Regions from separate parts of the Mus musculus genome. Here all the other regions are linked to region 3. A link is a contact called in public Hi-C and HiChIP or PLAC-seq data. All regions are on one chromosome and are shown on one strand. The core of a region is the stretch at or near the end of the contact, and the rest is flanking DNA. Distances in the headings are between cores, read along the strand shown.

Evidence for each region. Hi-C and Micro-C count contacts between places; a contact is called where the count stands out from the background. HiChIP or PLAC-seq counts read pairs in DNA pulled down with a chosen protein or histone mark.
Region 1: a contact with region 3 is called in a Hi-C map of uterus. The contact joins two enhancer-like sites. A contact is called at or near these places in 3 of 484 Hi-C or Micro-C datasets (bone marrow-derived macrophages and uterus).
Region 2: a contact with region 3 is called in an H3K4me3 HiChIP or PLAC-seq map of forebrain, with 6 times the contacts expected there. The contact joins two enhancer-like sites. A contact is called at or near these places in 3 of 484 Hi-C or Micro-C datasets (bone marrow-derived macrophages, muscle stem cells and uterus) and 4 of 115 datasets of contacts at active chromatin or transcription factors (craniofacial prominence, embryonic basal ganglia, embryonic forebrain and 1 more).
Region 4: a Hi-C map of uterus shows a contact between it and region 3, with 5 times the contacts expected there. The contact joins two enhancer-like sites. A contact is called at or near these places in 1 of 15 datasets of contacts at CTCF or cohesin (the NIH/3T3 cell line), 17 of 484 Hi-C or Micro-C datasets (Th2 cells, bone marrow-derived macrophages, cardiomyocytes and 12 more) and 6 of 115 datasets of contacts at active chromatin or transcription factors (the NIH/3T3 cell line, bone marrow-derived macrophages, embryonic basal ganglia and 3 more).
Region 5: a contact with region 3 is called in a Hi-C map of uterus, with 3 times the contacts expected there. The contact joins two enhancer-like sites.
Region 6: a contact with region 3 is called in a Hi-C map of liver, with 2.1 times the contacts expected there. The contact joins two enhancer-like sites. A contact is called at or near these places in 3 of 484 Hi-C or Micro-C datasets (the AML12 cell line, liver and psoas muscle) and 1 of 115 datasets of contacts at active chromatin or transcription factors (heart atrium).
Region 7: an H3K27ac HiChIP or PLAC-seq map of heart atrium shows a contact between it and region 3, with 6 read pairs. The contact joins two enhancer-like sites. A contact is called at or near these places in 1 of 15 datasets of contacts at CTCF or cohesin (large pre-B cells), 2 of 484 Hi-C or Micro-C datasets (both in liver) and 2 of 115 datasets of contacts at active chromatin or transcription factors (cardiomyocytes and heart atrium).

The regions. Positions count from the first base shown.
Region 1 is chr13:101,878,102-101,882,030 of GRCm38.p6, forward strand. No RefSeq gene overlaps it. Among named protein-coding and RNA genes, the nearest start is that of Pik3r1, 110 kb to the left of the region's middle. Within about 2 kb of position 1,675, at least 41 of the 459 cell types and tissues checked have an H3K27ac peak or open chromatin away from gene starts, as enhancers often do. A contact at or near this core is called in uterus, where this site is marked.
Region 2 is chr13:101,799,919-101,803,970 of GRCm38.p6, forward strand. No RefSeq gene overlaps it. Among named protein-coding and RNA genes, the nearest start is that of Pik3r1, 34 kb to the left of the region's middle. Within about 2 kb of position 1,518, at least 186 of the 459 cell types and tissues checked have an H3K27ac peak or open chromatin away from gene starts, as enhancers often do. A contact at or near this core is called in craniofacial prominence, forebrain, muscle stem cells and 1 more, where this site is marked.
Region 3 is chr13:102,623,866-102,627,651 of GRCm38.p6, forward strand. No RefSeq gene overlaps it. Among named protein-coding and RNA genes, the nearest start is that of Gm29927, 33 kb to the left of the region's middle. Within about 2 kb of position 1,851, at least 134 of the 459 cell types and tissues checked have an H3K27ac peak or open chromatin away from gene starts, as enhancers often do. A contact at or near this core is called in the NIH/3T3 cell line, craniofacial prominence, forebrain and 7 more, where this site is marked.
Region 4 is chr13:101,727,774-101,731,392 of GRCm38.p6, forward strand. The region is part of intron 2 of Pik3r1 (phosphoinositide-3-kinase regulatory subunit 1); the gene reads right to left. Among named protein-coding and RNA genes, the nearest start is that of Pik3r1, 39 kb to the right of the region's middle. Within about 2 kb of position 2,113, at least 59 of the 459 cell types and tissues checked have an H3K27ac peak or open chromatin away from gene starts, as enhancers often do. A contact at or near this core is called in the NIH/3T3 cell line, neural progenitor cells, neural stem cells and 2 more, where this site is marked.
Region 5 is chr13:101,978,383-101,981,970 of GRCm38.p6, forward strand. No RefSeq gene overlaps it. Among named protein-coding and RNA genes, the nearest start is that of Gm41044, 34 kb to the right of the region's middle. Within about 2 kb of position 1,964, at least 12 of the 459 cell types and tissues checked have an H3K27ac peak or open chromatin away from gene starts, as enhancers often do. A contact at or near this core is called in uterus, where this site is marked.
Region 6 is chr13:101,913,252-101,917,320 of GRCm38.p6, forward strand. No RefSeq gene overlaps it. Among named protein-coding and RNA genes, the nearest start is that of Gm41044, 99 kb to the right of the region's middle. Within about 2 kb of position 1,655, at least 50 of the 459 cell types and tissues checked have an H3K27ac peak or open chromatin away from gene starts, as enhancers often do. A contact at or near this core is called in heart atrium and liver, where this site is marked.
Region 7 is chr13:102,034,580-102,038,293 of GRCm38.p6, forward strand. No RefSeq gene overlaps it. Among named protein-coding and RNA genes, the nearest start is that of Gm41044, 22 kb to the left of the region's middle. Within about 2 kb of position 1,627, at least 22 of the 459 cell types and tissues checked have an H3K27ac peak or open chromatin away from gene starts, as enhancers often do. A contact at or near this core is called in heart atrium, where this site is marked.

The DNA.
Region 1 (3,929 bases), core at 425-2,924, 750 kb before region 3:
TCATGAGAATATGGCCATAATGGTTGGCCAGTTGGAGTAAAAGAGGCCCAGGTAGAACATGGCAAGTCATATGTCAGGGGTATTGGAAGGGAAGTAGACAAAAGAGCATAGAGGGTTGATATCTGCCCAGCTCTAATGTAAATATAAAGGTTTTGTGGTTTTTACCTGGAAACTGAATGAGCCAAGGTGGGCTAGAAACTCAGACTAATTTTTACCACTACACCTGGGGTCTGAAGGAAGAGGCCCCTCTGTTGTGCCTCTGGGGATTTCACCCTCTGCATCAGAGTGAAAAGATTCTCTCAACAGTCATGTTCACTTGCATCAGAATGTGACTTCAAGAACAGAATCTTTACTGAGTACATTTACATAAGATGCTATATTGGCTCAAGACACTGCTATTGTCCTTATGAAAAGAGGAAAGGACAGAAACACAGACAAGAGACACAAAGACAAAACAAACAACAACATCCCACGTGAAGATGGGGCAGACATTACAGTGAGGCAGACTCAACCCTGGTCAGCCAACGGTTGCTGACAAATACCAGAGACCAGAAGAAGCCTCCAGAAGGAACACGGTATGGCTGACTGCTCTTGTAGCTGGGCTTGGTGCCTCCCAAGCAGTGATAGAATAAATTCTGCCATTTAATGCTATCGGGTACATGGGGCTTTGTTTTCAAAGCGCTACCAAAGGCAAAGACAAATTTTAGTACCCGGAGGGACTTTATGTTTATCGTTGCAATCCTGTATCTTCAATTTTCCTTCTTGAGACCTTTTATTTCTGTGATCATTCTGCATTTCACTTCACCTACCCTTGCCTTCATTTGAGAACCAGACCAAGTACAGATACACCAGACAAAGCTTTACCAATTTGCCAATATGCTGTATCCCCACCCTGTGTTAGTCCATTCTTACTCAGCTTAAGCTCTTAAGTAACTATATCACATGCATCCATAGCAGCTTGGGGATGGCTATTCTAGGCTTTCCTTAGTTTAGCAGGCTAACCCATCTGATCCCTTCATGTTGCCTCTACCCAGACAACCCCTACTCCAAGTCTTTATTCTGTTATTTTCCTCTTGACATCTAGAGCCCCTTGGGAAACCCTTCTCTCTGCTCCAATGAAGTCAGTTGAGCTTTTAAAGAGCAAAACCAGTCCTTTCTCCTGTGGGAATATTTTCCCATCATTTCCCCAAAACATTTATAATTTTGTTTTCCTTAGCTCCTTTTTTTTGCTGTGTAACAACCACCACACTTACATCTTTGCATTCACTAATGATCATGTGACATTTTTCACCCTCCGTGACGTGATTTTTATGATGTTTAGTACCAAAGACGATGCCTTTACCCTTCTTTATATGGTCTCACGAGTACTGAGCCCAGCGATAAGAACCCATTAAGACTTAACTAAATTCATGTCTGAAAATGACAGAGCAGTCATGGGTTACTCAGCACAGATAGCCAGTGGTTTTCAGTGGGAGACAATGTATCCAATCAGCCAGAATTCTCCAAGGAGGTCACTAAGCATGTGGACATAATTTCTCTAACCTTTCAAAAACGTCTTGACAAACGTCCACACCAGAGGTTATTTAAAAATAAAAATGAGTCACAATGAGATTGTGGGGAATGTTTTGTCATGGTTAGGAAGCTGGCTTTGGGCTCGGAAACAGCCCAAACCAACTGCTCTTGTAACAGATTCCATATGTTCGCAACCTTCTGCCTGAAGAAGAGAGGGCTACTTTCTAAATGGGAAGTTCATACGTGGGGGGAACCCCCAAAAGATACACAACTCAGTTTTTATTAGCATGTTTCGAAAGAGAGAACTTGTCAAATCATCCCCGGAATGCCAAGTCAAGAGCGACCTTGACATTGGCCTGGGCCATCTTTGGGAGGATACATGTCATCAGAGAAGTGACTGATGAGCCTGGACACTGGCAGTGGTTAGAGAGCATGAGAGAAGACTCATCAGTGTGACTCAGAAGGTGAGGAGTTCCGAGGTAGCCACTGGGCAAGGGACCCAGGCACTCAGTTATCAGCCACAATGTTAAAATACTTGATAAACAACTTGATAAACACATCTTTAGAAGAAAGGCTAGAGGCTGCCCGGACCATGAAGTAAGACTTGCCTCAGCAGCTCCAGTCGCTTCCCAGTTCTCCTTGGAAATTCAGTTAAAGCTGGAAGTTACCATTACAAAACTATTAACTGCAGTTAACACCCCCACACCTCCAGCTATTGGCGGTTAATCTATCACATGTTTTGGTTTTTCATTGCATCTTAAGAAGTATTAGCATTCCAAATGGACTGCTACTTGGGAAAGGGTGGGTGTGGGTTGGGGGGAGTTCATATTAGAAAGGCTGCCCATTGCTGTGGGGAGAAAAGTAGTCTTGGAAAGAAGAGAACATGAACACAACCCACATGATCATAGGTCATAGGAGAAAAGCCTAACAGGTCTCTGAAGAAAACAAAATGGCTTCTAGATCCGTTCTGAGAGTGTGCGCTAATACAGGGTTCCTGGGATCACCAATCCTCTGTAAACAGGGCTGGCAGTCAAGGTATGGACAGCTGTGGGTGGTGTGGTGCAACCTTTCAGTTGTATATTTTACAACTGCATGTTTCAAGTCTGGAAACTTCGGTAACAAGCAATCACAGCGAATGTGTGAATTTCAACCTCTACCCTTTCATCTTCCTCTAAAAAGGGGGATTTAAACAGACACGGAGTAGGTGCAAAGCTAGTCTCATTTTAGGTGTCAGCCCATCTGCTTGGGAAACCAAGATTAGAACAGTTCACAGGAAAATCATGTATTGAATTAAGCAGATAACAGTGATTCTCTGGTTTAGCAACCCAAATACATAAAGCAGAGACATGCAGGATTTAACCCAAACAAAGATTACTCTGAAAGGAAATGCAGATCTTATTTCATGTACACACACACACACACACACACACACACATATATATATATATATATATACATATATATATATATGCATGTGTATACATGTGGGTATACATATGTATGTACATATTTGATATGTGTATGTGTGTGCATATGTATGTATGTATATATATATATGTATGTATACACACATGTACACACACATATATTTAAGCCTCACATTTCCCTTTTAGACAGCTTACCAATACATTATTTGTATGGACAAAAGTTGTGTAGGATGAAAGAAGCCAAATCTGCAGTGAGGAGTGCAAAATTTTTTGCCCTTCCCAAATTTTAAGCCCCAGGGATAAAGGAGAAACTGGATGCCAGATCTGCGGAATAAGGTATAGGGACAAGATACAGAGGACTGTATGGAACACGTCAATGACTTGACTTTCTGGAGCCAGCAGAAATGAATTTTCCTCAAGGACCATGAGCAGATACGCTAAAGGAGCCATGATGTTAGAAAGAGTCATCTTTTTGTAGTTGGGAGGAGTTGCCTTAGAAGTCCATACATTTTGGAAAGGAAGAGCTAGGAAATGGCTTCTCCAACAGAGGTACACTTTAACATTGTAAAACAGGTACAAAGCACAGTCTAAAAGTCTCCTGAGGATGCCTTGTTGGATAAGGCCTTGTCTCAGCTGTTCTGGGCCTTCATATGCAAGCCCTTGTAGGAGTGGTGGGAGCTTGTATATAGCAAGTCTTCATTGGTCTGTCCATCATGAACTTCTGCCCATTTCTATTCATTCTATGATAGCTGACTGACCTTCCCCTCTGACACAGTCATACTGTACCACAGTAGTTATATTTTGCAGGAGCTGGGTTTTGGAAGGGAGATAAAGGTTCCCAGGCCAAGAAGTGAGACGGGAAGTTTTCCAGTGAATTGGTAGCTCAGTGGCCAAGGTGTCTCCTAACACACAGCAAAGCCCTACATCCAAACCCTAGCACTGCAACAAAACAAATAAGAACAAAAGAGTTCCTGATACACATCTGCCTGT
Region 2 (4,052 bases), core at 268-2,767, 820 kb before region 3:
CAACGTTCTCTCTGGTGCGAGACCTTCCGATCGTCTTCCTGTGAATTGTGTGTCTTGTTTTCTGGTCTCCCATTCATTAGGCGTTCAATCCCCTCCATTCTTACAGCCTCGGTGCAGTTCTCACATGACTTGTGCACATCTCATCTTCCCATCAGACAGTGAGCCCCCCTACCCAGGGAGACCTCCAAGACTGCAGATTCTCTTCTCTTCCTTCACAGCCAGTACCAGCTCTAGGTGGACCAGGTGCTCCAAATGCACTGCCGGTGGTCCTCCTGCTTTGTCAATGTCCCTTCCGAGATCTGCCCCTTTGTGACTTTCACTGCATCCTTCTGCATTTCGACTCGAAAGCTCTTCACTGTGGAATAAAGACTCTGTCGGCTGGTGCAAGGTGCCAGCGGACAGCATATGCCTGTGTGAATTGAATCATTTCTCCAGCACTCTGGTTTCCAGCTTTGTCTCTCATTTGCATGGTGTGTCCCATGTTCGTTTCATTTCCCTTCGGATTACATATGCAGGTGAGAAGGTGTCATTTCACCGCTGTATCTGTACTTTCCAAATGCTGTGCGGAAACCCGCTATGATTCTGCAGTTATTCTGAAGACAGTGGTGTGTTTCCAGGGCAGATACATTTCCTGACGTTGATAGCTATGAGTAGTTCATTCTAGGTTTTAAGTCCAACCTGGTATAAGCAAACTCTATTCAGGAGGTTTTTTATTTTCTTGTGTGAAGCATAACTCTACTCATTATGAATTATTGTTTTAAGAATACTAATGGCATAGGGATTGGTCACCAGAAACCAGAAGAGCATGATACAAAGACGTTTCACTTAGGAAAGTTAACTTTTTTCCTTTTTCAGTGTATGTTTAAAGATTTAAAATAACTGCATAAAAATATAAGCACATCCTAACTTAACGGCGCAAACTTTAAAAAGAAAAGCTCTGTCACAGATTGTTGCTTGGAAAGGCAGAGTGCAAAGGGCCTTTTTTTCATTGCAATATTTTCAAGTGAAAACGTTCTAACTCACTAGCAGAGAGAGTGACTGCTGGATTTTAAAGGCATATATATGGTCACGCTTGGTGCTAGGGATGGATAAATGCTGCAGCTAGCTATCCATCAGCGAGCTTAGCCAGTGGGCCACACTTCCCATCCATCCTTCTCCCTTCCCCGCAGCCCTTTAAGAGAATCCCAGAATCCTTTCATTCATTCGCATCTGCTTTATTTCATACAGTGTGGGGATTCTCCTTTGGGAGACCTTACAAATCCCCGAACGTTTTACACATCCGCAAATAGAGTAAGGCTTCTCCAATACATTCCCTTCAATCCTACCAGGAACAAAATCCCACTGGTCTCCATAGCAGACATCTATCACACGCACACACACACACACACACACACACACACACACACACACACACACACACACACACACAACACACACACACACAGCAAGCCAAAGGCGATGCTATTTACTCAACTTCCTTCTGCGCGGCCAGTCAGGGAACAGGCTGCAGCATTCAGGATAAAGCCGGCCCTGGCCGGCCCTGGCAGCCCGAAAGCCACCCCATTGTGATTCAAGATTCGGGGTGTAAACAAATGCAGCGTTAACAATCAGCAGTTTGCATTTAATGCTTTATAGCCGTGACTGCGCTGGGAAGAACACAGTAGTGTCTTCTTCGCTGGAACTGCAGTCGGGGCTTTATTTAGTTTTTGGGCAAGCGGCACCGGCAGCTGCAGGCGCTCAATGGGCGCTTTCTAGTCGGCGTGGGCCGCGGGCGCGTTGCCGGGAGCCGAGGGTCCGCCGGGCGGGCGGCGGGGGCAGGAGGAAGCGGCCGCCGAGCCTGCATCCCGTCTCCGTGACAGGTGCTGAGGAACAAGAAGAGAAAGGAGCCCTCCTACCCGTCCCCTCCGCCCCCCCCCCCCCCAGCCTGGGGCTGGGATCTGACACTGTCTAACTGTCCTGGGTTATTGTTATTATTGTATTATTATTTATTTATTAATTATTGCATTCTTGTTTCAAGAACAGAGAGCATTGGCGAGCACAGATGTACCCTGTGGCGTGGCCTTTCTCTGCTTGGCCAGTGATGCCCTGACTTTGCTTAATGACCAAGACTTGCTTAGATACAAACCAGAGGCTGCTGTTGGCAGAGTGCCTTCTAGATGCTTCGTGTAGTTAAATTAGGAAACATGCCGAGGAAAGAGCTGCGAGCCATGTTTCCTGTGGACCAAAGGGGATTATCTTCTCCTGATTGGGAAAGATAACTGTGTTTATTATCAAACATCGTTTACCGAGAACTTTGAGGTGCCAGGCACTGAATTTGTACTCGTTCCCTCGGTAGGTACAGCCCTTCAAAGTTTGATTGTGGCCTTTATGTTCTTTCTCTTTTAAAAGAGAAAATAACGTTTCAGAGACGTTAATCGTCCAACTTTTTACACTGCTTATAAATGTTACAGAAAGAAACCCAATCTTAGTAGGAGTATAAAAGTAACAGTCACTTTGTACGGGAAAGCTCTTAGTTAATGCCATACAGAGCCCATATTGATGCTACTTAGATGGCTGTGGCCCTAGCAGGTGACCTACCATGGGAACGCAGACTAAATTTATGATTCAGATACAAGGCACTGATCACTCTTTTCATTACAGAGGATAGTACAATTCTGGAAAATTATGCGTGCGAAAAAACCTCCTTTTCCAGTAAATATTTCTCGGCCTGGGCTTGTGAGCTTGGATGAAATGCTCCACTGCTAATAGGCCATATGATCTTACAAAGTTTTGGAAAAGATTTTTTTCAACAACAATTTGATATTTAAAGAAAAATAAAATAGTACAAAGAGCTTTTATAAACTGTCTTCCTGGTCCCTTATTCCTAACATTGTCCTTAAGGTACATCAGTCATGTATGTTTGTTATAATTTAAAAATTAATATTGATATACTAACCAAAGGCAGACAATAGTTTATTAAGATTTCCTTAGGGTTTTGTTTGTCTTTATTGGTGGGTGGGCTGGTTTGTTTGAGATAGGGTCTCATTCTGTAGATTAGGCTAGCCTGGGACTCACTTAACAAACTCACTGGGCAACAGCCCAGGTTGGCTTTGAACTCTTGGCGATCCTGAATCTGTCTCCTAAATGCTGGGAATGTAGTTTTGAACCACAAGCTCCCTCTACCTGTGATTCCCATGATACATTTATTTCTTGTCTATTCTCGGCTGTACTGGCTCTAAGAGTTCTGAAAGCTTTCCAGTTTCAGTGACCTTGACAGTCTTAAGGAGCCCTGGTAACTGACTCGTTAGTGGTAAGAGGACGCCCCTACTGGGATTTGTCTAATTTCCTTTCTCTCTCTCTCTCTCTCTCTCTCTCTCTCTCTCTCTCTCTCTCTCTCTCTCTCTCTCTCTCTCTCCCTCTGTTCCTCCCTCCCTCTCTCCTTTCCTTCTCTCTCTCTCCCCCTCCCTCCCTCCCTTCTCTCTCTCTCTCTTTCTCTTTCTTTCACGATTAGAGCAGATGTAATAGATTTGGGGGAGGAGGACCACAGAGGTACAATGTCAGCTTTTCATTACAGGTCTGTTGACAGTTGAACATGATTTATGACTGTTGATGTTGACCATGACCTCCTGGCTGAAGAGCTGGTTAGGTTTCTCTCTAGCATCATTCTATCCTCACACTGTGGCCTTCTTAGTAGGGAGACACAGTCACTCTCACAATGGTCTTCCTGATCCCGGTGATTCATTTTTCTCAGAATAACTTATTTAATACCACTTATGCTCATCAGTCGTTGTTCCATCTCTACTTCAAGTCTTCAAGTTACAGTCAACAACATGTCACCTTTGAAAGCTCAGAGAGAGAGAGCATATGGCCCTTTGACAGATGGATTGTCAAAACCAGATGAAAGATATGTGTGTGTTATAATATATAAATATATATATAACATAATATATAACTAACCATGTGTGTGTGTGTGTGTGTTTATTCCACAAGTTCACACTAGTGCTTCCATACACATTGGAAAAGCCAGAGGCTAGCCTGTATGAAGCTAGGTGTCTGTGAAGGCTATGTGGAGT
Region 3 (3,786 bases), core at 601-3,100:
CATGGTTCACTTGTATTTCCTCCCAGGTCAGATCCAACTTCACCAGCCCAGGATTATTTTCAGTCATCACCCACGCAATTTGGATTCTTCTCTTTAAGAGGTTGTGAGGATAACTGAGCTCACCAAGCAACCAGTGGTTAAATTATCCTGCAGCAGAAAAGATTGCCTCACCCTGTGCTCATTCTTCCTTCTACATCTTTGGAGGACGTAGCCTCTTCTGTTCTCTAGAAAATCGCTGCCATGGTGGTAGAACTGCCATGGAGCCTTGAGTTAGCTCTCTGGGAAGACGTTGGGGAAGAAGGAAACTCCAAACCTAACTTCAGCCCATCACCTTGCTATTCCAAAGCTTTAAAGATAAAACTGGTGTTGTTTTTTGCTTTTTGGCTTTGTTTGTAGTTTGTTTGTTTGTTTTAAATAATAGGTCTATGAATTAATACTCTGGGGAACAAAGTGCCCAGGACTACTTAGGCAGAGAATAATTGTTACCTATTTAAAGTGCCCCACAGATCCAGAGGGCAAAACAAAAAGTGATCTTTCAGGCCACATTGTCCCTGTCATTGGGCTAATGCCATGTTTAAGACAGCTGGCTTTATAAACTCAGATAGGCCTCTCTGGCTGAGATCTAGTCCCACATAGGTGGAACGGTCTCCCTTAGACCTATTTCCTTCTCAAACTGTAAGCCTGAAGGCCCATTTGCTCTCTGTCCCTTTTCACATGTTACCAGCCTTTCTTCTCCTAGGGTTTATGCCCCGCCCCCAATGTAGGAGGACAGTTTAGGGTCTGTAATGATCAAAGGCAAAGTTAAGGTTGAGCATCTATTTTTTTAGCCATCAGATGACTCCCTAGGGAGAGTGAAGGCCCCAGGAAACATCTGCTGTTTCACAGAAAGGATGCCTGGCTCTTTCCTCACTCCTTGGAATTCTGAAAAGGTCTTCATCTGATCTCTCAGTTCAGTGGCTACCATGCCATGAGGGGTGTGTTTGGTAGGGGGTGAGGGTGGGGAACACTCATTCTGCACACAAGGACTTTCAGTTTTCTAGAAGCCAAACTTGTTTGCCTTTGAAGAAGGGATGTCTCTCCCATCTTTCTACCGAAGACTTGGGAGTTTATTTATTTATTTATTTATTTATTTATAGGGCTCTGTGTTAGCCTCTTCATGGGTAACCCTCCCTTCACAGTTTGAGGACTGTCACCAGCCCAGGAGAGGAAGATCAGCTCTTCCTCCCCTGGGGAGTTCAAACTTTTCCTTGATGTTTCTGGTGATATATCAGTCAATTGTCCCAAGAGCCAACCAAAGACGGGCTAGGGGAGAGACCGACACACCAGCCTCTGTGAACAGAGAAGATCTGGAGGGTCATTCTTGAATGGGTTGCTGTAAGGGAGGAGATGAAATATGGGGCAATGTCTCAGAAGGCCAAGAGGCAGAGCTAGGGAAAGGCGGCAGATGTTGTCGAGGCTCCTCTTTCAAGTTCCTGTGCACTCGGAATCTGCAGATGTATGTTGGCAGGGCTACAGTCAGAGTGAATTGGGAGGCAGGGGTTCACACATCTGGAAAGCATTTGCAGAGGGCAGAGTTCAGAAGTGCTCTGCCTCTGCTGCCTGCAGAGCAGCCTGTCCAAGCAGACTGACTCGGAGTGGAGGACTGGCTGGAGACACTGGGGTCTCGGTCTAAGTGGAAGATCTACCTAAGCCAGTAGGTTCTCCTCACTATCATATCAACCCCATAGGAAAGCTGAAATGATCATAAGATGAGAGTGAGTCTGGGGAAAGACTGGAGTAGAGAAGAGAATGCTCCCTAACTGTGAGAAGTCTGGCTTCCAGTCAAGAAACAAAATGTACTTGGACTGAATCCAGTGCATGAGTTAACTTGAGAGCAAAGAACACCATTCAGGGGAGGGGAAGAAAGGCCACTCCACTGCATAGGAACACCCAGCGGTTGTGCTCACGCCACACTGGCTTTTCCCAGAAGTCTCTGTACATTTCGCCTTCATTTGTTTCAAGAATGCAAAAGACACTCTTTAGCTGGGGAAAATTAATTACTCTCTTTGAAGGATTTATGGGGTTCTGCGGAGCAGAAAGAGAGAGAGAAAGACCCCCAAAGCCTGGGTTATCACCCCATTGCCCCTCAGCCTCTTGCTGTCCAACATGAGATGTGGGTCTGCTTCCCAGAAAGGCCACCTCGGCCTGGGGGCTTAGCTCCCCTCAGGGGAAAAGTTTCAGGGTGAAGTCATGTCCCAGTGCAAAGGTCCTGCCATCCCCATCAGTACAAATGATCCAGTGCACAGCTGTTCATGGTGCTTAGCTGGGGGCCTCGTGTCCCTGTGTTTAGTGATGTGACCCCCTCAAGGTGTGATAATGACTTAAAGATGCTGGGGCTTAAGCACATTGGTCGCTGTGATCCTGATCCTTGGAAGAATCAGAATCCATCTGGAGAGAGAGCATGGCAAATATAAAGAGAATGAGTTATAAAACACAGCACAAAACACGATGTATACCATGTCAGGAAATAAAACAAGTCTAGGCAAATGTCCTCAGACTCCCCCAAGCCTGCTGACCTTCTAGATTGATGAGTGTCTCACATCCCATAGTTGCCCAAACCAGTAACCTATGGCGTATCTCCCCCTTCACCACCAGCTCATCCTCTATGGCCACTGGATACTACTGTTACGATATCCTTAGCATCTCTTCATGGGGCTGTCCTCACTTCAACCCATTACCCTCAGTGTGCCTACCTAGAATCAATGCAGCTGAGAACCCAATTCCCAGTTGGCCACTCTGCTCTCAACCTTATCCCACTAAATTGGTTTTCTGGTGTGTCTTTCTGAATTTAAATATGAACATGTCACACTATTCTAAAAAAAAACACACCACACGATCCTCTGACTTTGAGGACAAACATCAGCTCCTTGGTATGACAGACAAAATCCTTGTGATCTGGTTCTTATCACTTTCCTCACTTTGACTTGGGCTGCTCTGGTAAGTGTTCAAAAACAAGATGCTCAGGCAGACCACCACTGTGTCCTGGAAAACCTGGCCAGCCCTCCCACCTCCCAGCAAGAGTTAACTTTACATTTCCTGATTATTCCACATTCCTTGTTCATCTGGTCCTTTGCACATCTTTATCTCTCTAACACAAATGACCCTGTTCCTATTTCCTCCAAACCTAGACATCCTTCAAGCCCAAGCTGGTCCAGAGACAACTGGGAGAAATGCCCGGTGTTTCAAGGGGATTAAGGTTCAAGAGAAGAAGCAATCAAAAAAAGGTGTGTCTTCCATTGCAAACACTAGCAAGCGTTTGCTGAAAGGACCCTGATATAGACGTCTCTTGTGAGACTAGGCCAGGGCCTAGCAAACACATAAGTGGATGCTCACAGTCAGCTATTGGATGGAGCACAGGGCCCCCAATGGAGGAGCTAGAGAAAGTATACAAGGAGCTAAAGAGATCTGCAACCCTGTAGGTGCAACAACATTATGAACTAACCAGTACCCTGGAGCTCTTGACTCTAGCTGCATATGTATCAAAAGATGGCCTAGTCGGCCATCACTGGAAAGAGAGGCCCATTGGACACGCAAACTTTATATGCCCCAGTACAGGGGAACACCAGGGCCAAAAAGTGGGAATGGGTGGGTAGGGGAGTGGGGGGGGGAGGGTATGGGTGACTTTTGGGATAGCATTGGAAATGTAATTGAGGAAAATACGTAATAAAAAATATTTTTAAAAATAAATAAATAAATAAATAGGTGTGTCTTATTTAGACAAGCTGAATTCTATATGAATGTGTGGTC
Region 4 (3,619 bases), core at 863-3,362, 900 kb before region 3:
TAATATAAAATCAAAATGAAGTTTATAAAAGCGTGAGGCCTAATGCTGCAATCCATGGGGGTCACAGAACGCCACTTTTCAAGAGTGGCTTAGATGTTTCTGTTTCAGTCACTCTTCCTGTGGAGGAAACGTCCCACCTGTTTGGTCAAGTGTTGAGAGACTATGAATCCACTGAGGTAGGCAAGATGCATGTGTTCCAGCTACCATGAAGAACTCCAGTAAAGTGAGCCAAACGTGTGCACCAGATTCCAACAGCTCTGCTCATGGTGCGGACTTGCAAACACGTCTAAAAGCCCCAGCTGCTTTTAATTAATAGCACATGCTGGGAGCACCTTGCCTAACTTAGCAAAATCTCACTTTATTTTAAATAGGATTCTGAACATTTTTTTATAAGCACTGGATCCATTTATTTTTCAAGGCAAATAAATAACCCCAAAATAAATTTAAACTGGGCTCTTTTAAAAACAGTCATATTTCACATTGAATGTGTTCCTGAGGCCAGAGGAAATGGTCTTTCCTTTCCTAAACTTTTTAGCCAAGTACTCACAAACCCCATTTCTTCCCAAGAATATTTGCTTTTTTTTTTTTTTTTTTTAATTTCTCAGAGCCCAGTTTTAAAAGGCTGGAATTTTTCACAAGGCAAAATAATTCCATTTGCTAGTTGGCTCCTTCTCTGAGGCCAGCTCAGATCCTATGGGACACATAACCCTTAACTGAAATGCAGGCAAAGTGTCATGAACCATGCTAGGATATTGGTCAACCACAGCTCAAAGTACAAATTCAAAGGGAGATGGGGAGCTAGCTTTAAAGTAAGTGTGGCGAGCAGATGCACCCGCTGAGCATTAATCCTTCGGCCAAAGCAACAGAAACAGTCAAGGAGAAAATACAGACTTTATGCCTAGTTGGGGGAGTAGGGTAGGGAGCCAGATAGCAAGAACTACTGTTAGGAATATGGGGCAAGGTAAATAGATTCAATTGCTCTCAGTTCCTTAAGCCCGAGTCAAATTTTCTTATCAAATACTGCTTGCAGGGGCTGAGAAGTTCTAGGTGGCGGGGATCATCAAGCACGGGCAGGTTCTGGGTTCGATTCCTACCACTGGGGAGGCAGGAAATAGTGCAGGTACCATATTGGGAGGAGGAAAAAAATAGAAAACTGAGCAGCAGAGGCAAACAAAAAAAAAAAAGGCTTGGGAGAAAGAGTGGGTCTAGTCGTCAGCTCCTGTGTTGTGGAGCCAACCGCCACTGGATGGCAGTGAGGTTGTATCTACTGAAGCTGCTCTGTGAACGAAGGAGTTAGTCTTTTCTCCAACCGGCCTGGCCCCAAGGCCACAGAGGAAGGTTAAAAAGTAAAAATAAAATAAAAAATAAAGTAAAATAAAATGGTTCTTCTCTGCAAAGAAAGACTGGGTACCTCTGACCTAGAAATCACAAAGCTCAGTCTGATTTTTTTGTTAAGTTTCTTGAAATTTACTATCAATAAGTCTGGAACTGAAGACCAAAACAAGCTAGAGCTTCTAAATGATTTCTAGGAGTTTGAAATTCAGGCAGCACATGCCACACACATGCAAAAATCTGTATGCAAGCAGGCAGCACACACACATACACACACATCTGAATACAAGCAGGAAAGCACACACATACACACAGGCACACACATCACACACACACACCTGAATGCAAGCAGGAAAGCACACACACATACACACACGCACACACACACCACAGCACACCACACACACACATACACACACACACCTGAATGCCAGCAGGAAAGCACACACATACACACACGCACACACACACCACACAACACCACACCCCCCCCCACACACACACACATGTATACACACCCCTCTGAAGTTTGTTATTGAGATATTGTCATCTTGAACCTAGTAAACAAACTGAAACCACATCTTACCCCTACTATTCCTGGTGAACTTGATGGCTTCGCCACACTTTTCAAAGCTATACAGTTCCCTCCTTTCCTTGGCATTTGATCCTTTGGGGTGGGAGTGTGGGGGGGGGGGCTAGGGGAAGGGGGATTAGTAATCTCACCAGTGACAAGCTTTGCTTTCAGTAAGGACATTTGCCAACTTAAACAGCATCTCCCAGGGCAACAGGATAATGAAAGACACATGGAGGTCTTTGCTGTCATCAGATGCAAGCTCAGCTCTGCCTGAAATTGAGCCTGTAATTCGGCTGATCCTCATGTTAGGAGAGGTGTGACCCAGAGGGTCTAGAAGACAACCCTTGACTTAACAGCAGAGAAGGGTCCCAGGGGCAAACGTTCTCATCTTGCAGGGCTTCTGACCAGCACTACTCCTTCAGAGGAGACACAGGAAGCCAACTGCTCTAATTCTTGGCAGACACCTTAATATACTAAGTGTTGAAATCTTCCATCTCTGCTGCTGATAAAACTGAGGCTCTGCTACCCACCCTGGACCACCAGACACCAGCAGAACACATGCAGGTGGGTCACTCTCAATCACAGCCAAGACCCCATAAACCCCAAACCAGGGTCACAGCTCCTGAGACTCCTAACCTGGAACTCCAAGTTTCTCTTTTCCCCCCATTTCAGGACATAGTCAACTGTGTGCGTTTCTCCGTTCATCTAGAAAGACTTTTAAACCACGCAAAATCTAAAAATGAGAAAGAATGAAGAGTCTGGAAATTTCTGAAAGAAAGAACAGAAGCTGTAATGGTGCGCAACGCTGTTTCCTACCCTCTGCGGCTGGGTCCAGTGTCAGGCGTCAGTGGCTGATTCATCCACAGGAACTCAAAGCTGCCCCCACCCACAGGCAACTTGACCCAAGAATGGCTTATACGTACCCAGAGCCTCCATTTTTTTTTCTTGTTTTCTGTGGTACTAGGATTAAGCCCAGAGCTTCCTGCATATCAGGCAAGCACTCCACCACCATGCTGGCTAGTTTTATTGCAATTAGCCAGTTTTGAAAGAAGGGACCTCAGTTAAGAAAATGTCCCCACCAGATTAGCCTGTGGGCAAGCCTGTGGTACATCTTTTTTGTTTGGTGATTGCTAAGAGAGGACCTAGCTCACTGTGGGTGGTTCCTCCCTTGGGCTGGTGGTCCTGGGTGCTATAAGAAAGCAGGTTGAGAAGGCCATGAAAAGCAAGCCAGTAAGCAGCACCCCTCTACTGCCTACACATCAGCTCCTGCCTCCAGGTTCCGGCCTTGAGTTCTTGCCCTAATAAATCCCTGGTCCCTGGAATAAATTCTTTCATCACCAAGTTGCTATTGGTCATAGGGTTTTAGCATAGCAACAGAAACCCTAAGATAACCACTAAACTGATGTCAGTTACCATCCCTTTACTTCCTTATCTATTTATTTTCAAACTGGGTCTCAAACTCGCTTAGTGTAGCCCAGGCAGGTCTTAAACTTGTGATTCTCCTGCCTCAATCCCCCCAAACAATGGGGTTTACAGGGTACCACTAAATCTGGCTCAGAGTCCTCAGTACAGCCTAGCAAGTGATAACTTAAAGAACCATGGGCCATAAGGGATTGTCAGGACATACTCAGCAGAAAAAATGACTATCTAAATATAACCAGATACCCTGGAAAACCAATGGATTTTCAAAATGGTGCTTCTACCATTTGAGCT
Region 5 (3,588 bases), core at 714-3,213, 650 kb before region 3:
TCTTCCATATTGCTGTATTTTATATTTAATATGTCAGCTGTCTTAAAAAAATGTTATCTTTGAAAAATAACTATAGAAATTTCATGATCCCCAGACATTCTGGTCTACTGATCTCCTATTAGAAGCAAACCTTTTATCTCTAATAAAAAAGTTCTTGTCAACAGAGTTGATTTCTTAGGGGACAATATCTCTAAGATTTAGCCAAACCTTTTCTTTATGTGTGATAAAACTATCTGTTTTTCTAAGTCATAGAATTATGACACTGAATACAGTTAAAGCAACCTATAGAACCACATCCCTGGCTCCTGTTGCTGAAGAGTGTAGCTACCATTCCTATACATGATGGAAAGACCTTTTCCCAGCCGTGGAGTCAGGAAGCAATTAAATGCTGAGACGTTACATCTCATTCTAGGTCAGTGTTCTTAGAGCTATTGGGATTCAAGTTCTTCAAGATGATACTGTGTGATTGCAAACCAGCAGCTAACCTATGGTTCTAGCAAGAACTAAAACACAGAGTACATGCACGCCTCCTTATAAATCACACAATATAAAGATTTCAGAGAACTGAGACAATGCCATGTCCTAGGAAAATTAGATACAAGGTACTAGAGAGAGGTATGAAAAGATGGCCATGATTCAGAAAGGGGATGCTGTTTACAGGAAAGGTGGCAGATAAGAGAAAAGTAGAAGGACCAAACCATAGAGGCAGCAAGAAAGCTAGGCTAGGTTGACCTCCATTTGTTAAGCTTGGAGCAGGTCCATAAGAGAGTGAAAACAACCTCATGTCTCTACAGAATAGGAAAGGCTGTAAGAGGAAGGATATGCATGGAGACCAGTGAGAAAGCTGTAATATCCAGAGTGTGAACGCATCTTTTTTGTTATATTAATTCTCTTTTCCTCAGTCTGATAAAAGATACAGACCAGAAAAATGGAAGGCCCAGATAAGGCTGATGGAGTGAATGGAAGAAGAAAAGACTGCATATGGTACTTCAGAGCATCTTATTTAAAGTTAGAAGGGCCGAGCCGGGCATGGTGGCACACTCCTTTAATCCCAGCACTCGGTAGGCAGAGGCAGGCAGATTTCTGAGTTTGAGGCCAGCCTGGTCTACAAAGTGAGTTTCAGGACAGCCAGGACTATACACAAAAACTCTGTCATAAAAAAACCAAACAAACAAAAAAGTTAGAAGGGCCAATCTAAAGTAACAAGTCAAATCCCACTCGTCACAACTTCTTTTATTTTTTATTATTTCTTTGCTTTTTGAGATTACAATATCATATTGTTTCCCTTTCCTTCTTCCCAAACCTCCCATAAACTCACCTTTGTTCTCTTTCAAACTTATAGCCTCTTTTTTCATTAATTGTTGTTACATACAATTGCATATGTATATGCATATGAATTCCTAAACACCACCTGCTCAGTCCATACAATGTTACTTGGACATATTCTTTCAGGGCTGACCATTTGGCATTGAACAATTAATTGGTGAGCTCTTCCCTACTCCTCTCACTGTCAACATTTCTTAGTTGCCTGTCCTTCTTTGTGTAGGCTTGAGGTGGGCTTTCCCTAGTCACTTTAATGTGTTCTTGTTCAGCTAACATTTAGGCAGTCATGTTGAGACTTTATATGTGTAACTTCTGACAATCCTAGGATATACAATCTCCTAGAAAACTCCCTGTTCTTTTGGCTGTTAAAATCTTTCTGTCTAACCTTCTGCAAATATATGTCTGTCTATCATCTGACAGAGATAGATAGAGAGAGAGAGAGAGAGAAAGAGAGAGAGAATATATGCACTGCTTGAATCCAGCACAATTTCTCATTAGTCCCCCTCCCCCCAAGCTGTTTGCACCCCCTATCCCTGTCTCCTTAGAGAGGAGACAGAGGCCGGGCAGAGGATGCTTCCATTGCATTTTGCATTGCCATTCCATTCTAGCAATTATGCAAGCGAGGGGGAGGGGGTGTGTGGGCATGTTCCATTCTTGAGGTCCTTTGATCACTTTTGTTCTTACATAACTCCTCAACAGCTGGGGCTGTAAACTTTAAAATTGGCAGGATCATAGTTCGTATTGCGAAAGGAGACTCAGCCCAAATTTGAAGAGAAACAGCTAGATATTTTTAGTGATTCCAGTATCTAGATTCCTAAGCATTTAGTGAGTCCTGGGGGGTAGCAAGCAATTCTTCTTTGCTAGATGTCACCATCTTGACTGGTACTGTGATACTTGGGTCTGGCTTGGGAGCATGAGTACTTTCTCTCCTCTCTCTCTCTCTCCCAACCCCAAGCTCTGGCTTATAATAACTCTCCTGCCTAGAGAGCCAGAGGGATGCTCACTGTAATGTTCCAGGCATCCAGGAATAAATCCACACCAACATATGCTTTGTCCTCTTTTTGGCTCTTGGTCCTTCTCACTTGGGACAGCCATCCTCCTCTCAACAACATTTGTCCTTCATTTGTCTTCATCACTTTCCTCTCAAACATGTCCCTCCCCCTCCTGATCTTCCTTGCTCTCTTTTGCCAACCACTTCCTCACTACCATTTCTCCCTCTGTTCTTTTCCACTCCTCTTCTTTATTTTTTTAAGTTTTTGCATTTAAGTTTCTTCCTTTGTTTGATTGTCTTAGATTCTGAGTCTGAGACAGGGTCTTGCAACGTAGACCAGGCTGGCTTCAAACTTGAGGCTCTTCTGCTCTAGTCTTTTGAATACTGGGATTATAAGCTTGAGGCTTCATATCAAGCTTCAGACATGAACATTTATCCATCAAAATAGAAAGGAGTCTGTTTATTGCTAGGAAGACTGCATCATAATGAAAATGGGAAAACGTAAACACCACTTGTTCAAAGCTGTTATAACACTCCTACATAAAGTCGATGCCAACTGTAGAAATAGGTTTATGAAGAAATTGTTAAACTTCCAAGTTGCTCAAATAAAATTAAAGAAAAACAAAATTGTGCTTTCTGCAGTGAATCAATTGGGGGCATCATGGATACTGGCTAGTCATTCATTCAAACATTTAGAGTTCTAAGATAACAAGGAAGTCACGTATATCATTTTCTTCTGTTAACCTTTCTTTCCCACCAAATAACTGAGATGTAACCTTAAGAAGAGCTTTAATTTTTTATCTCCAAAAGTGGCAGGCCATGGTGAAAAGGATAATGCTTGATGAGGTAACCAACTGCTTGGACCTGAGGCTCACTCCCACAGGATGGAACCCATGGCTGATTCTGTACACTCAGTAAAGAACCCAAGGTAAGTGAGGTCATAGGGTCTATGTGGGGAACCTACAATTATTGTTTTGCTACATCACCGTGTTGTCAAATGCCTTCTACATTTTTACACCCATACATTGATGCTATGCCCAGCCTTCATTCAAGAAACTTCTTGTTGTAGCTTGAGGAGTTAATGTAGAAAGCTATTAATTGGCCAATGTATTGAAAATATGTGACAGTAGATTGCTCTGCCTTAAGTGGACCAGCTATATTGCCCAGTTCAAGGCTCAGGGAATGTCCTAGTCACTGTTTTATTGCTGAGAAGAGACATTATGACCAAGGCAATGCTTATAAAGAAAGCATTTAACTGGAAACTTGCTTATATT
Region 6 (4,069 bases), core at 405-2,904, 710 kb before region 3:
ACGGCCATGGGCACACATTATCCAGTCTTGAGAAACTTATAGCATTACTTTTGCTGTATTCTACTCTATAGATGGGAATCTTGGGGACTAGGATTTAGTGGTTGTAGGGAGCTGACCTAGCCATGCATAAGGCCTTGGGTTCAAATCTCAGCACCTCAAAAATAAATCCAACTCACACTCAAGGTAAGTAACTACTTCTAGAGCAGGAAACGAAAAGGCACCGATTATTGGGACTATCAAAAGCAGCTTTCAGATTTAGTTGTGGTCAAAATCCAAGACACCCTTGTGCCACCCTTGGGGACATTTAAAAAGAAAGCTGTCAGTATCGACCATATGACCAATTGAAGAGACTGGGTCAACAGGACAAACACCCTTTTGAAAATACAAAGTCTGATGACTGGGAGCTCACTGGTGTCACTCCCATGGTAGTTTTTGTTTGTTTCCAATTGGCAAAAACAAACAACCACAAACAAATAACCCCCACAATCTAAAATCTTGTTTTCCAAAGCAAAGCAAAGCAAAGCAGCAAGCAAAAACCTCCTTCTGTGAGTCTAGCTCCCCCTAAATTCCAGGGCCCACAAGATGAACAGGAAAGAGAGTGAGCACCTTCTGTGACTCAGTTGTACCTCCAGGCTAGCAATTCTCAACCTGTGAGTTGTGACCTTCTTTGCGGAGGTTGAACAACCCTTTTACAGGGGGTTGCCTAAGACCATCAGAAAACACAGATACTTACACTATGACTCATATCAGTAGCAAAATTACAGTTATGAAGTAGCAATGAAAGTAATTTTATGGCTGGGGGCAGGGGGGGGGGAGGTGTCCCACAACATGAAAGGGCCACAGGGTTAGGAATGGTGAGAACGACTGCTCTAGATGTGACGATTAGTGTTATTTGTCACCTTGACAGACTCTAGAGTCACCCAGGAGATAGGTCTTAAGGCATGTCTGTGAAGGACTGTCCTGATTCATGATGGTGGGCAGGACCAAGCCTTGACATGTTTAAAACAGAGAAATGAAGGAGAGCACCAACATGCTGGTGTCTGTTGCCCGTTCATTCTGTCTCCGAATATGACGTAACCAGCTCCTTTCAGTTCCTGCCACTGTGACTTTTCTGCCAGAGTGGACCTTAACCTGAACTCTGGACCAGAACAAGTCCATTCTCTCTTAAGTTGTCTTTATTTTACACAGCAACAGAAAAAGAAATTAGGACAATAAACCATGCAGATCTGAGAACCTATCTGTATACTAAACCCAGTATATAAGCCCTATTATGCCCTACGTGGCCAGTGTGATGGGAAGAGGACCCAGACCCCAGCTGAAGAGAACCAGACAAAAACAGTAGCTTTCCTTACCTTGATCTCTATAAAAATTTTGTTGCTTAGAAAAAAAATTAAATTCTCCTTGCTTAGAAGGAGAGTTCATATTTAGAAATACTGTGAACCAGAAAAAAAAAATGGTATCTTGAATCTTGGCGTTCCAAGTCTTGTTGGCTTGTGGCCAAGCTTCAGGATGCTTCTAAGAGCCATGTGGGGAATGCAAATCGGGATGTCTAACTCTCTTAAGGGCAGTCAGGAGGGCTGATGGTCTATGCTGCATGCTGTAAATCTACCACACAAAAAACCGCCCTCTTTGCACCAGCAGCAGCTCCAGACTTTGGCCTAAGCCCAGTTCCCTATTTCGTCCAAGTTGCTCTTAGCCTTAGTATTTAAGCCAAAGCTTTGTTCTATACACAGGCTGCTATTGATTGGGCCTTCTTATCTCTGTCTCCACAGATAAGGTATACATTAGCAAGACTATTCAGGGGTGGCCTTTTACAAAGGCAGAACGTCTCTTTGGTATCCAGGGTCAAGAAAGGCAGTGTTCAGGAGTGCTTGGTATCTTGAAGGTGTGTATAGAAGTGGTGTACAGAGGGGGTCCAGAAAGACACTCCCAGGCAACAAAGTTGTGAGGAAATGTGTTTTTTGTTCAGATCTGTGCCCCAGTTGGAAGTTGTATTCAGTAGATGTTTTATTTTAGGGCTGGTGTATGTGGTTGGTATGTGTGTGGTGTGTATGTGATGTGTGCATGTGTGTATGTGGTGTGTAATGTATAAAGTATGTATGGTATGTGTGTATGTGTGTGTATGGTGTAGTGTGTGTGTGTGTGTGTGTGTGTGTGTGTGTGGTGTGTGTATAGTGTGTTGTGTGTGGTATGTGGAGTGTGTGTCTGTATGTCTCTGTGTGTGCATATATATGTATATGTGTGGTATGTACAGTGTGTGTGTGGAGTATGTGTGTGTGTTTACATACACAACAACCTCTTTAGGGATTGGAAGTCTGCCTTGTACTCATTTTAACTTCTGGAGGCCAATGTGAGAAGTCTATGCTGGAAGCCTGTTAGCTTATTGTTTCCCTCCTTGCAAGGCGAGGCTGCAACGTGACTTTAGCCACGCATACCCAGCTAGAAGAGAGTGAGACAAAGTGTGTGGGAATTGCCACAATCTGCTCCCAGTCCCTGGATTTCCCTTTCCTAATGCTCTGAGCAGTGCTTTGCTTAGACAAGTCAACACTCGCTCACCAGCCACTGCACTCTCTGGCTCAGGGTACCAACGCTACTTAGTTTGAAGAAAAAAAGGCTGAAAAAAGAAAGAAAAGAAAAGAAAGCTTTCCTGGAATCTCTCATGCGTGTGAGAAACAAAAAGAAAAGAACAGAAATGTCAGAGCCCATGCTCTCGTGGTGATAGGCTCTGGAAAAGGAGACTTTAGTTTTTCTTTTCTTTATCTGGTATCACATTTTCAATTCACACCCATTATTAAGTGCGAGAAACACAATCATAGATTAGTTGAAGAAAGGGAGGAGCTAACTTTGCTAACAGAACAAATGACCTAGGCTATTTCTAGTCATCTGGTCATCGCGCTCAAATATGTTATGCCTATAAATAGAAAACAGGCAAGGGGTAAAGAAAAAAGATCCCCAAAGGAAGGAAGAGAGATGAACGAATAGAAAGGCACATAGGTCATGTCTGTGGCCACCTTCCCAGTCAAACCTTTTATCAGCTCTTCTGGCTAGAGAAATGTCTGTTAAAGGTGTGTTTACACTCACAACGTTGTTTCATAATGGGAGTTAATGATTGTTAGAGCTCTTACTGAATTTGTGGAGCATGTTTCAGCTTATTCATCACAAGTTAGTCCAGGCATAGACTGACTTGCTGTAGATTGACCTAATGTGACCAGTTGCCACAGGCCACCATGACATCTGGCTGCCAGCAGGGACATGGTGATCTTTTGGTTCAGGAATAGGCTCCTCTCCCAGCTAGTGTGTCTTGGCTTAGGGGCCTGAATGTCCTAGCTGAAAACCAGCCACAGTGCTTCGGAGACTGGGAGTCCCATTTGGAGTTGATAACTCAGTGTTGGGCAGTAAGAGTAAGTCTAATTGCAAGTCTTCTGAAGAACAGGAAAGCACAATTCATTTTGCCCTTCATTAATACAGAGAATTTATTCCAAATTTCAAGAACTCAATTCCAACTTTCAGTGTAGAATATTTGGAAGGTTCCTCCTCCTCCTCCTCTTCCTCCTCTTCCTCCTCCTCCTCCTCCTCCTCTTCCTCCTCCTCCTCTTCCTCCTCCTCCTCCTCCTCCTCTTCCTCTTCTTCTTCTTCTTCTTCTTCTTCTTCTTCTTCTTCTTCTTCTTCTTCTTCTTCTTCTTCTTCTTCTTCTTCTTCTTCTTCTTTCTCATGGTTTTCACAGAGAGGGCACTGCTCTAAAAGCATAAGAAGCGGAGGCCTGGGAGACCTGCGTCCTGCCCTGCACACTCACTTCCTGTTGTTGGAGGCTCATGCACCTGTGGGGAGGCTCCGGGCCTCCCCATAGATGCCATAAAATTATATACAAGCACTGTGCGTACACCCACGTTTCCAGGAGAGAATGAATCAGGTGTGTTAAATAGGGTGTCTAAGGATTTTCCTAAGAAAATGTCCAACAACTTGGGGAACAGCTATCATTTATTGATGTTGGAAACAAGAACTAACATTTATTGGTGTTCTGGGACTTTTGCTAGGCACTTGATAGCTCACTCATTAAACCAGGCCGGCA
Region 7 (3,714 bases), core at 377-2,876, 590 kb before region 3:
GGGAAAGCCTGGAGTGAATGAAACTCTGAGTGACTGATTTGATTGGAGTCCCGTTGCCAAGCGCTCACTGCCTCAGCCTCGTGGGAGTGGTGGAGCCTTCTCCAGGCAGAGCCGAGAAGGATGGCAACAGCTTCTTTAGGGAGCTGATAGTGTGTGCAGAAAATATGTACCATAGCTTTCTCCAAGCAGATATTTACAGCCTGAGGTCTGTTCCTGACAAAGAAGGCTTCTAGAGAGATTACCTAACTCTACCTCCCTGATTTAGCTGTATGCTATAACCCCACCTTCCTGTTCAACTGTGTATCATAAACATTCTGAGCTTCTGGTTTCTGTGGTTTCTCTATTAGATTGCCAAGTCCACGGATCTCAGCTTTTTGGTGCACTTACTTATCTGTGTTTGTCTTTTCTTCATGTCCTCGCTGCCCCAGTCAGGTCAAGCCCCTGGAAATGTGCAAGAACTTGGCAAACAGTCATACAATTTAGAATTACAACTTACGGTGGGGGAACACAGGAGTAAGTTTCTTAGTGTTTTCAAATTTGAGATTCAGGCACAAACTCAGTCACAGGGATTCTTATGGTTTTCAAGAATTATGATTTTTTAAAAAAATAATTCCAACACTCTTCACACTCCAGTTTGAATAGCTAAAAGTCTGGGGTGGCGATGAAGCCACAGTAAGTCTGCTAGAGCTTACGAAGAATCATATTCTACAGGAATAGTCAGTGGAAAACACAATTTGAAGTTCAGGTCTCCAAGTAAGTCCTCACTGATCATACTTAGACACGGGCCATTTACCACACTTTTCTTTGGAAGCAGTCTCCAAATTGTCATTTTTTTCAAAAGTTTTCTTTAAAATTTTAATTTGTGTGTGTTATTTGTCTATACAATACTATTGTGACCCCCAGCCAGAGCCCAGAAGAGAGCACCCATTTTCCTAGAACTAGAGTTATTGACTGTTGTAGAATACCATGTAGAGGATGCAAATCAAACCCAGAGTCTCTGGAAGAGGTCTTCTCAATGGCAGAGCCATCTCTCCAGCCCTAAAATGTCATTTCTAATGGCTCAGTAGCATTCATATACATACATACATACACATGTCACATTTCTTTACAGATCTGTTTGTTGGAAGGTCTGCAGCCTCTGTAAACAGTGAGGCACTAAGCAAACATATGCCAGTCTCTAATATTCTAGTATTTCCTTTGGATGCATGCTGAGAAGTTGGCTGGGGACTCCAATATACCTTCTCAAAGCTATAGCCTCCCATTCTCTCTTACATGGTGTGGGGTGACCTTCTGTTGTGTTGTCTTTGAGTTCTTTGCTTCATTTTTTTCCTACAGGTATCCCGAAGCCAGACAGATTTAGTAAAGAACCGTCTCTGTAGTGCTACTGACATCCACCGTCCATCAGAAGTCATTTTGTCTACAAAATGGGATTGAAAAACCTTATGTCAGACAGCAAAAGAAGTCACATATTGGTACATAATTAGTAAAATAAATATCTGAAAGCAGCAGATAATTTGTATTGCACTCCAGGCTTTGTGGATGTTTTTCCACCTACACTCCTCTAATTAAAGAACAGGGACACAGTGGAGCTGAAGTGGAGAGAAATTCCTGAACGCACGGAGCCAAATGCTCATACCAGACTAATACCACGGAGTAGATCAGTCAGAACAAGGAAGGTGCCCGGGAAGACCACGTGGCAAAGGACATCAAGGAGGTGTGACAGTCAGAAGACTAACAGTGAGGTGACTTTCAGAGGTAGACTTCAGGCTCTGTCTGTGTCTTTTTAAATTGAATTCCTAGAGAATGAGGTTAAGGGAAATTGGAATACTTGCAAGAACGGGGCAACAGGAGCTGGCATGGAGGAGGCTGAGGAATGTCTCTGAATGGCCTGATCCTAGTTTGTTGACTGGGGCAATTCTGCCAGTGATGGGGTTCCTCTGTTTAGAGAAGGGGACAATGCTGGGGTGTCACAATGTTCTTGTGATTGTCAATTAAAATACTACTTCCAAAAATAATTTGTAAGCTCGAAAGAGCTAAAGAAATATTGCTGCTCTTATTAATAGCTGTGTTTTTGTCTCTACTTCAAAGAATGAACATAAATTATTTGTTAAAAAAACCTCTCTGGAATCCGTCTAAGTAGATGTGAACCCTGCTTTTATGCTTGTTCCCTCTGTGACCATAAGCAAGTGGCCTGGCCTCTTAGAACTTCAGTCCCTAGCTTATAAAACCAATCAAATAATAATACCTGTCCTAGTAGGGCTGACTATAAATCTCTTAACATACAGCCTGGTGCATTAGCACTTAGGGGATGTTGCCTATTAATATTTGCCAGCTTCTCTAGGCACCTGTTTCTAAGTACAACTACAGCACTTTCTGAACGCAACAGCAAACTATCTTACCCTCTGATAGCAGACCAGACTTTCTCGCTTAGTGGTAGGGTTGAGAATGGGTGTGGTGGGTGATAGGGAAATTCCCTTGGTGACAAGTTCCTAGAGAAGTATTGCTATATTTGATATCATCGTTGTAATATCACACTGTAGGTGATATTACTTTAGATCTTGGCCAGGGTTTATAATTTGTTCTTCTGTACAGTTGCTGGACTCTTGGACCTAGATATCTCTGGGATATGGCATGGATTCCACGCCATGCCTTGGATACTTATTACCTAGTTAACAATTTGCTGAACTGTTTTCTGCTTCAATTATTTTTTGAGCTAATATTTACATGGAATAGAATGTCTTTCCATAAATTCTGCTTGATCCCTTTGATAGAAAGCGAAGGAGCCAATGTCCCTTTCGCTGCTCTTGGCTAAGACAATCTCCCTATTGTGTCTGCCTTCTGTGAGGACTGCAGCTAGTCAACAGTGCCTCCAGTCAGCAGCTGATCCTGTGCACACAACACGTTCTTCTGTATGAATCCTCATGTATATGTCTCCAAGCTGTGCAAATATTCAGAAAAAAATGCCTAATATTCCCTCTGAGCTTAATGGAGCCCTCCACACTGCAGAAGGTCATAGTCTTAAGACATGTTTATAGGGTTTTTTTTTTCTTATACTAATATTTCTGAGATAGGATCTTCCTATGTAGCCCTGGCTGGCCTCAGAGTTGTAGCCAGACCCCTGACTCTGCCTCTCAGGTGCTAGAATTGCAGCACCACAGTTCACAGGTTTTTCCATTTTCTTTTGCTTACATTGAGTCTTCCCTCTCCCTCACCTTCCTTCATGTCTTCCCCTTCTCTTTCCTTGTCTTTCTTCACCTCTCACCTCTCCAGCTCCTCCCCCTTCATTTCTTTTCTTTTTCTTGAAGTTCCCTCTTCCTAGCACTTTCAGGGCCAGGAAAAACAAGAATTCTTCAATAATGCAGGTCCCACTTCATGTCTCTTGTGGATGGGACAATGGAGACATGCTTTAATGTTAATTAGCTTGGGACAAGAATCTAGCTTTACACACCTATAAAATAATCCATTGCGGATTTGGAAGAATGCCTGGGAACTGAAGAACCATCAGGCTGAATAAAAGAGTCAAGACACATAGTCAGCCAGGCAGGGCTTCTGCGCTGGGCCCCCAATAGCATGAGAAAAACAGTTATCACCAGGGCAATGCTAAGAACCTAGATGAGGACTGATTTGCTGGGCAACTTTTTCTGTCTATAATAAAGAACATGGTGCTCAGCGATCAGGTTCCAATACAATACATTAACACATTGAGACTGCTAA